Linked DNA regions of Mus musculus: region 1 is linked to region 2. A link is a contact called in public HiChIP or PLAC-seq data. All regions are on one chromosome and are shown on one strand. Each heading gives the region's core, a stretch centred on a gene start, on an enhancer-like site or on the middle of the called end of the contact. The rest is flanking DNA. Distances are from core to core; before and after follow the strand shown.

Region 1 (3,222 bases), core at 310-2,809, 250 kb before region 2:
CTTTCCTGGTCTGCGTTTGAGAAGGCCGTTGTTCTATCCTGCTCTCTGAAAAATCAGCAAGGTGCACCAACGGAAACTGCTTTGCATACCCAGAGGAGAGTTATTTTTTAGAATGGCGGTGATAGTTTGCACTGCTTTACCATCATGCAAAGGATCTAGGCGTGTCTGCTATTCAGAAGAAAGAAAGAGCACAATTCCAGGTACGAGTGAGGCATCAGTATTTACTTCAAAGATCAACATTAGGTGGAATTAATAAGTAATTTATTTGTTAATAATAATGGCATAATTAGTTTACCCATCAAATTTCAATTACCAAATGGCAGGCAACAGTCCCTTCTCTCTCCTTTCCAGAGCTACTGATATCGTTAAAATGCTAATTTTTCAGCAATCGCGGGCTGGTCTGTAAATATAGCCCTTGGTTTAGATCCTGCACGAGGAAACAGCATCCAAAAGGAGAAGGGAGGGAAAAGTTAGAAAAGACCGATTGACAATTAGACCAGGCAGGGTCTTATTGTATCTCAAACTTGTTTTTGTTTGGTGATTGTTCTGAAACGCGAAGTTACTGGATTCGAAGCCGGGTTTTGTGCAGGCGTCGTCTCTCTTCCCACTCTGGGGTGGAGGTCTCACAATAGCGCCTAATAAAGGAGGCACATTTAGCTCTCCTCAGCACCTCCATCAACTGCAATATAGGAAGGTTCCAAGTCTTTAAATGAAAAAATAATGTACAAATTCTGCGTCTGAAAGAAAAAAAGTAAAAATAAGTATCCACGAGGTTTTAGTGGATCGCCCTCGCTTGCTGTACTTCCTTGACCCGCTTGTTCAGCGGCCCTTCTACCCATCCTCCCTGTGCAGCTCCAGCCCTGGCTTCGCAAAGCAGGGACTCCCTAACAGCCGGGTGGATGTGTAGGGCGTGGACAAAGAATCAAAGGGCGAGAAAAATGGGTCCGTAGGCCTCCTTCGTTTTATTCCAGAGCTAGGATAAAAAGCCAGGGTCTGCCTCTTGGTCCCAGTGCCCTTCCCTCTCCTGGAGGGCCTCGAACCCTCGGAGGACCACCCGAAGCCTGGTTGGACTGGAGATCGGCGCTGAGTCGTGGCGACCAGCTGCCCAGAGGCCTAGGACAGACGTGGGCAGGAACAGGGCTCGAAAGGACCCGCAGTCTAACAGGCCCCAACTTCTCAGCCGGAACCCAAGTTGGGGGGCCCGAGGAACCCAAGCTCGCTTCTCCCACCCTGAAGGCTAGCAGCATCCATCACGCATCCCCCGCGCGTTTCCTGATCCGGGTCCGCGCGCGCGGATTTCCCATTGGCCGGATCGCAGCACGTGGGGCGCGGGGGCGGGGCGCGCAGGGCCACGGGGAGCGCGCGCGGGCGGGGGAGGAGCGGCGCGGACTTCGGCGGCGGCGACGGCGGGAGGGGGAGGGGCAGTCGTTTGACAGCGGGGGGAGGGGCGGGCGCCGGGGCCGGGGGGGGGGGGGGGGGGGGATGGGAAGCGCGGCGAGAGGGGGAGGGGCCTCGGCGAGCGCAGAAAAACGACACCGCGAGAAAAATTAGTATTTTTGCACTTCACAAATTAATGACCATGAGCTCGTTTTTGATAAACTCCAACTACATCGAGCCCAAGTTCCCTCCTTTCGAGGAGTTCGCCCCGCACGGTGGCCCGGGCGGTGGGGACGGCGCCGTGGGCGGGGGTCCCGGCTACCCGCGGCCCCAGAGCGCCCCGCACCTGCCGGCCCCGAACCCGCACGCGGCCCGCCAGCCCCCCGCTTACTACGCGCCGCGGGCGCGCGAGCCCAGCTACCCCGGGGGCCTGTACCCCGCGCCCGCCGCCGCCTGTCCCTACGCCTGCCGCGGGGCCAGCCCCGCGCGACCCGAGCAGTCCCCGGCCCCCGGCGCGCACCCCAGCCCGGCCCCGCAGCCCCCCGCGCCCCCTCGGCACTGCGCTCCCGGCCCCACCACCCCGGCTGTCGCGACGGGGGGCAGCGCCCCCGCGTGCCCGCTGCTGCTGGCGGACCAGGGCCCGGCGGGCCCGAAGGGCAAGGAGCCGGTGGTGTACCCCTGGATGAAGAAGATCCACGTGAGCGCCGGTATGTGGCGCCGCCGGGAGGGCAGCGGGCGTGGGGGCGCGGGGCAGGGCGCGGGAGGGGACCCCCATCTGGCCGGCGCTTTGGCTGTGGGTGTGTGCGCGCCGCCCGCAGCCTGGTCCTAACGTGAGAACCCTTTTGTACCCAGGGTCCCTTTATCCTGAGATTTACGAGACGCCAAACTGTTAGGGCAGTAATTATAGCCCCCATAAATTTAATTGCCCTGGCAGAGGCTCCCGGCCATGTGTCTTTGAAGCTTTTCTTCAGCCCCAAAGCCCAGCACCATTCTTTATGGCTCTCGGGTGTTTCCCGTTGTCAATAGCCTGTGAAACATTTTCTTTGCCTTTTTATGTATCTTGTGTGAACTTGGTGTCAGGTTATTATATAATGATGATGTCCGATTGCTCTTCCCCACCCTATCTCCTCTCTCCTCCCCTCCTCCTCTTCTACTTCTTCCTCTTTGGCCTTCTCTTTCGGGGTTCTGGTGTTCAGTCAACTCCAGTTATAACGGAGGCGAACCTAAGCGCTCTCGAACCGCCTATACCCGGCAGCAAGTCTTGGAACTGGAGAAGGAATTCCACTTTAACCGCTACCTGACCCGGCGGCGCCGCATCGAGATCGCCCACACGCTCTGCTTGTCGGAGCGCCAGGTCAAGATCTGGTTTCAGAACCGGAGAATGAAGTGGAAGAAAGACCACAAACTTCCCAACACCAAGATGCGATCTTCCAACACTGCCTCGGCCCCTGCCGGCCCGCCTGGGAAAGCACAAACTCACAGCCCACACCCCCATCCCCACCCTCTCCCTGGTGCTTCCACACCCATTCCCTCCTCCATATAATCTAGAGACCTGGATCAGTTTCTCTCACTTATGTGCCCTACTCATCTCCTGCTCCTGTCCTCATCTGCTCTTCCCTAAGTAAACCCGAGACACCAAAACAAAATCCAACTTGCTGGAAACCATAACCAAAAAGAAGACATTATCCCTGGTTGGTGTGACCCCTCCAAGAGGACGTCTGTCCTCGTCCTCGTTACTGCTTAGTGGAACAACCTGCTGACCTGGACAACTTTGCCAGGATTGGACACCTGTAAGAAAGCACTGGCCATCGACTACCTTTGAGTCAGCCAGACAGCACGTGCTGA
Region 2 (3,032 bases), core at 456-2,955:
GGATGATTCTCTAGGTAGTTATTCTTGTGAAAAAAATTCCAAACTCTTACGGTCTTGTCTTATGCCAAACTCTTTTTTGTTTTGTTTTGTTTTGTTTTTGTTTTTGTTTTTTCAAGACAGGGTTTCTCTGTATAGCCCTGGCTGTCCTGGAACTCACTCTGTAGACCAGGCTGGCCTCGAACTCAGAAATCTGCCTGTCTCTGCTTCCCAAGTGCTAGGATTAAAGGCGTGCGCCACCACCACCCGGCCTTGTGCCAAATTCTTACTGTTTCTTACTGTCTTATTCCACGTATATTCTTGGAATGGAAAAAAAATAGGAATGGAGGACAGAGAGTGGTTGCCAAGGTATAGAGAAAGGAGAGAGAGGCAGGAGAGATGTGAGTGGCATTATAAAAGTGGGACAGGAAGGATCTTTGTACCTAATTCAGTGTTCTCACTGTGATATACACATTAGCCTATGCAGGTGGCAGAATTCTAAAGACACAGAGAGAGAGAGAGAGAGAGAGAGAGAGGGAGAGAGAGAGAAGGAGAGAGAGAGAGAGAGAATATAAAATGGGGGGAAATCTGAGGTGAATTGCATCAGTGTCAGAATATACCCTGGTTGTGGTATTATACTGTAGCTTTATAAAAGGTTATCAGTGGGCAAAGTGTGCAAGTGATCTTGTGTGATTTCCTTTCCATCCCTTTCCTTCCTTCCTTCTTCTTATTTTTTTTAATGTTTATGGGTATTCTTTTTGCATGTCTGTCTGTCTGTGCACCATGTGTGTGTGCCTGATGCCCATGGAGACCACAGGAGGGTGTCAGATACCCCAGGACTGGAGCTACAGACAATTGTGAGCTGCTATATAGGGACTGGGAGTTTAACTTGGATCCACTGGAGAAACAGCCAGTGTTCTTAACTTCTGAACATCTCTCCAGTCACAAGTTTCCTATTTCAGTTAGGAATTTGGTGTGATTTTCTTTTTTAAGAACTCACTGTCACATAAAGTTGTCCCATAACACAGCCCCTCCACCCTATCCCAATTCCCGCAGCCCTGCCTGCCAACTTGGATTCTGTACTATTTCTTACAACTGAATAAATCTATAATTATCTAAATAAAAATTTCAAGCTGGGTGTGGTGGAGCACGCCTTTAATCCCCAGCACTGGGGAGTCAAAGGCAGGCGGATTTCTGAGTTCGAGGCCAGCCTGGTCTACAAAGTGAGTTCCAGGACAGCTAGGGCTATGCAGAAAAACCCTGTCTCAAAAAACAAAACAAAAACAAACAAACAAACAAAAAAGCAAAAAAATTTTTTCATGGTCCAGCAAGGTTCTTGACAGATTCTAACTTTAGAGTAAATGTGCGTGGAAGAATGAGTCATGCCTTGTTTACATGGACTAGACTAAAAAAAGTTCCAGTTTATTTTGAAAACAAGTTCTGAGGAATTGAGTTAGTAAGTTTAGGTACCAATTGTGGAATTACTTCATTAAAGCAGCATTTGTTGCCACTCTTCTTGAGATGTACCGGCTAAAAGCTGCTGACCATTATAATTGAGAAAGGCTGCCGTGCACCAGGTCATACCTACAGCTAATGCTAACTTTCCACAATACCATGCATCCCAAGAAGGGCCATCAGTCTCAAGTCAGATGACCCAGAATGGAAAACGAGGAAGGGGAAGGGAAAGCAGGAAGCTGGCATTTTTTCCCCTTCTGGAGTATCCTGTCTGTGGCAGCTGTAATAAGTGCAGAGGCGGCACTGGGACTCTTACCGAGGACCTACAGAATACATGGCCAGTTGCTTCACTTGAGGAATTTAATGTATCAGAACTGTCAGTTATCCAGAATGCTTAATTTGGAGATGTCGTATTTGTCTCATGTGGGATGTATTGACTAGATCATCAAGACCTCCACGGTGAATACACCATGCTAACACTGCATCCAGCAATAATGTAATATGAAATTCTCAGAATTATTGAAAGTTTATTGATTAAATATTTTAGACTGCACAGCTTCATGCCTGTGAAGTTTAACTGTATGATGCTATATCTGCCACCAGGTATGGTTACAAGCCATAAAAATACTCAGCTTCCAGAAAACAAGCACATGTGGGTTAAGTTGCACTTGGAATGTCCCCTGCCAGCTGTTTAAATGCTTGCCAAGTTCTTTGTAAAGTACTGCAGTAACTTTGGGTTGTTGGGTTTTGGGTTTTGTTTTTGGGTTTGTTTTTGTTTTTTGTTTTTCTTTTGTTTTTTTTTCCGACATTTTCCTATTGTTTATTGACTTTCATTAAAGTTTTGTTTCCTTTTGAGGCATCGTTTACTTTGTGACCCACCCTGGTAAATATAATTTCATATAAGGTAAAACTAGGACTGCCAAGATGTCTCAACAGATAAAAGCACTTGCTGCTAAGCCTAGCTCAGCCCCATCATCCCTGTGGTAGGAGGAGAGAAACAACTGAACGTCCTCTTACCTCCGCAAGTGTACCCCAGCACAGGTGCCTATACACGTACACACCCAGATAAATAAATGTAGACAGATGATTAATAAAAGTAAATCTAAGCTTTTGGTGTAAAGAAGGATCCTTTTATATCTTTATCTAATGGCCTTCATTTTTAAAATATGCACTTACTGAATAATTAAGGCATAATTATACTCATCCTTTTCTTTAATGATTTTAATCTTTTCTATAAAATGCTGATTTGTTTTGCTTAATACCTAGTTATCATTATTTTCAAAATCTGATTTGTGGTACTTTTGTCAATTTGTAACTTACTGACCAACCGCTTGTAAATTTCTATTTTATTGATGAAGACAGTAAATATTAAGTAGCGAGCATGAGGATGGTTATATAAATGTATTCAATTTTGGTACATGTGTGGATGTTTTATGGTAATTTACACCCTTTTCTGCTCAGACACACAAGCATGTGTATTCCTCTGTGCTTTATACAAATGTACATACACTTAGCTGACTGCTTAAGGTTTAGGCCTGTGCATTGGTGTTACACAAGCCTATGTTTTGTATCAGTTACATCATCTCCTTAGCATTAGATGT

Evidence for each region. HiChIP or PLAC-seq counts read pairs in DNA pulled down with a chosen protein or histone mark.
Region 1: a contact with region 2 is called in an H3K4me3 HiChIP or PLAC-seq map of bone marrow-derived macrophages, with 2.3 times the contacts expected there. The contact joins the promoter of Hoxa4 here to the enhancer-like site in region 2. A contact is called at or near these places in 9 of 39 promoter capture datasets (the 3T3-L1 cell line, the C10 cell line, HPC-7-derived erythroid cells and 5 more), 2 of 15 datasets of contacts at CTCF or cohesin (both in the NIH/3T3 cell line), 13 of 115 datasets of contacts at active chromatin or transcription factors (bone marrow-derived macrophages, craniofacial prominence, embryonic basal ganglia and 7 more) and 1 of 9 other capture datasets (adipose tissue).

Annotation. Positions count from the first base shown.
Region 1 is chr6:52,190,040-52,193,261 of GRCm38.p6, reverse strand. Hoxa4 (homeobox A4) reads left to right here and starts at 1,559. Exons shown (of 2, transcript NM_008265.4): 1 at 1,559-2,084; 2 at 2,574-3,222. The coding sequence starts at 1,574. The coding sequence ends at 2,920. All of the region lies in intron 2 of Hoxa3 (homeobox A3), which reads left to right. It overlaps LOC115490409 (a long non-coding RNA gene), which reads right to left. Exons shown (of 2, transcript NR_168044.1): 2 at 202-737.
Region 2 is chr6:51,937,909-51,940,940 of GRCm38.p6, reverse strand. All of the region lies in intron 4 of Skap2 (src family associated phosphoprotein 2), which reads left to right. Among named protein-coding and RNA genes, the nearest start is that of Skap2, 73 kb to the left of the region's middle. Within about 2 kb of position 1,705, at least 1 of the 459 cell types and tissues checked has an H3K27ac peak or open chromatin away from gene starts, as enhancers often do. A contact at or near this core is called in bone marrow-derived macrophages, where this site is marked.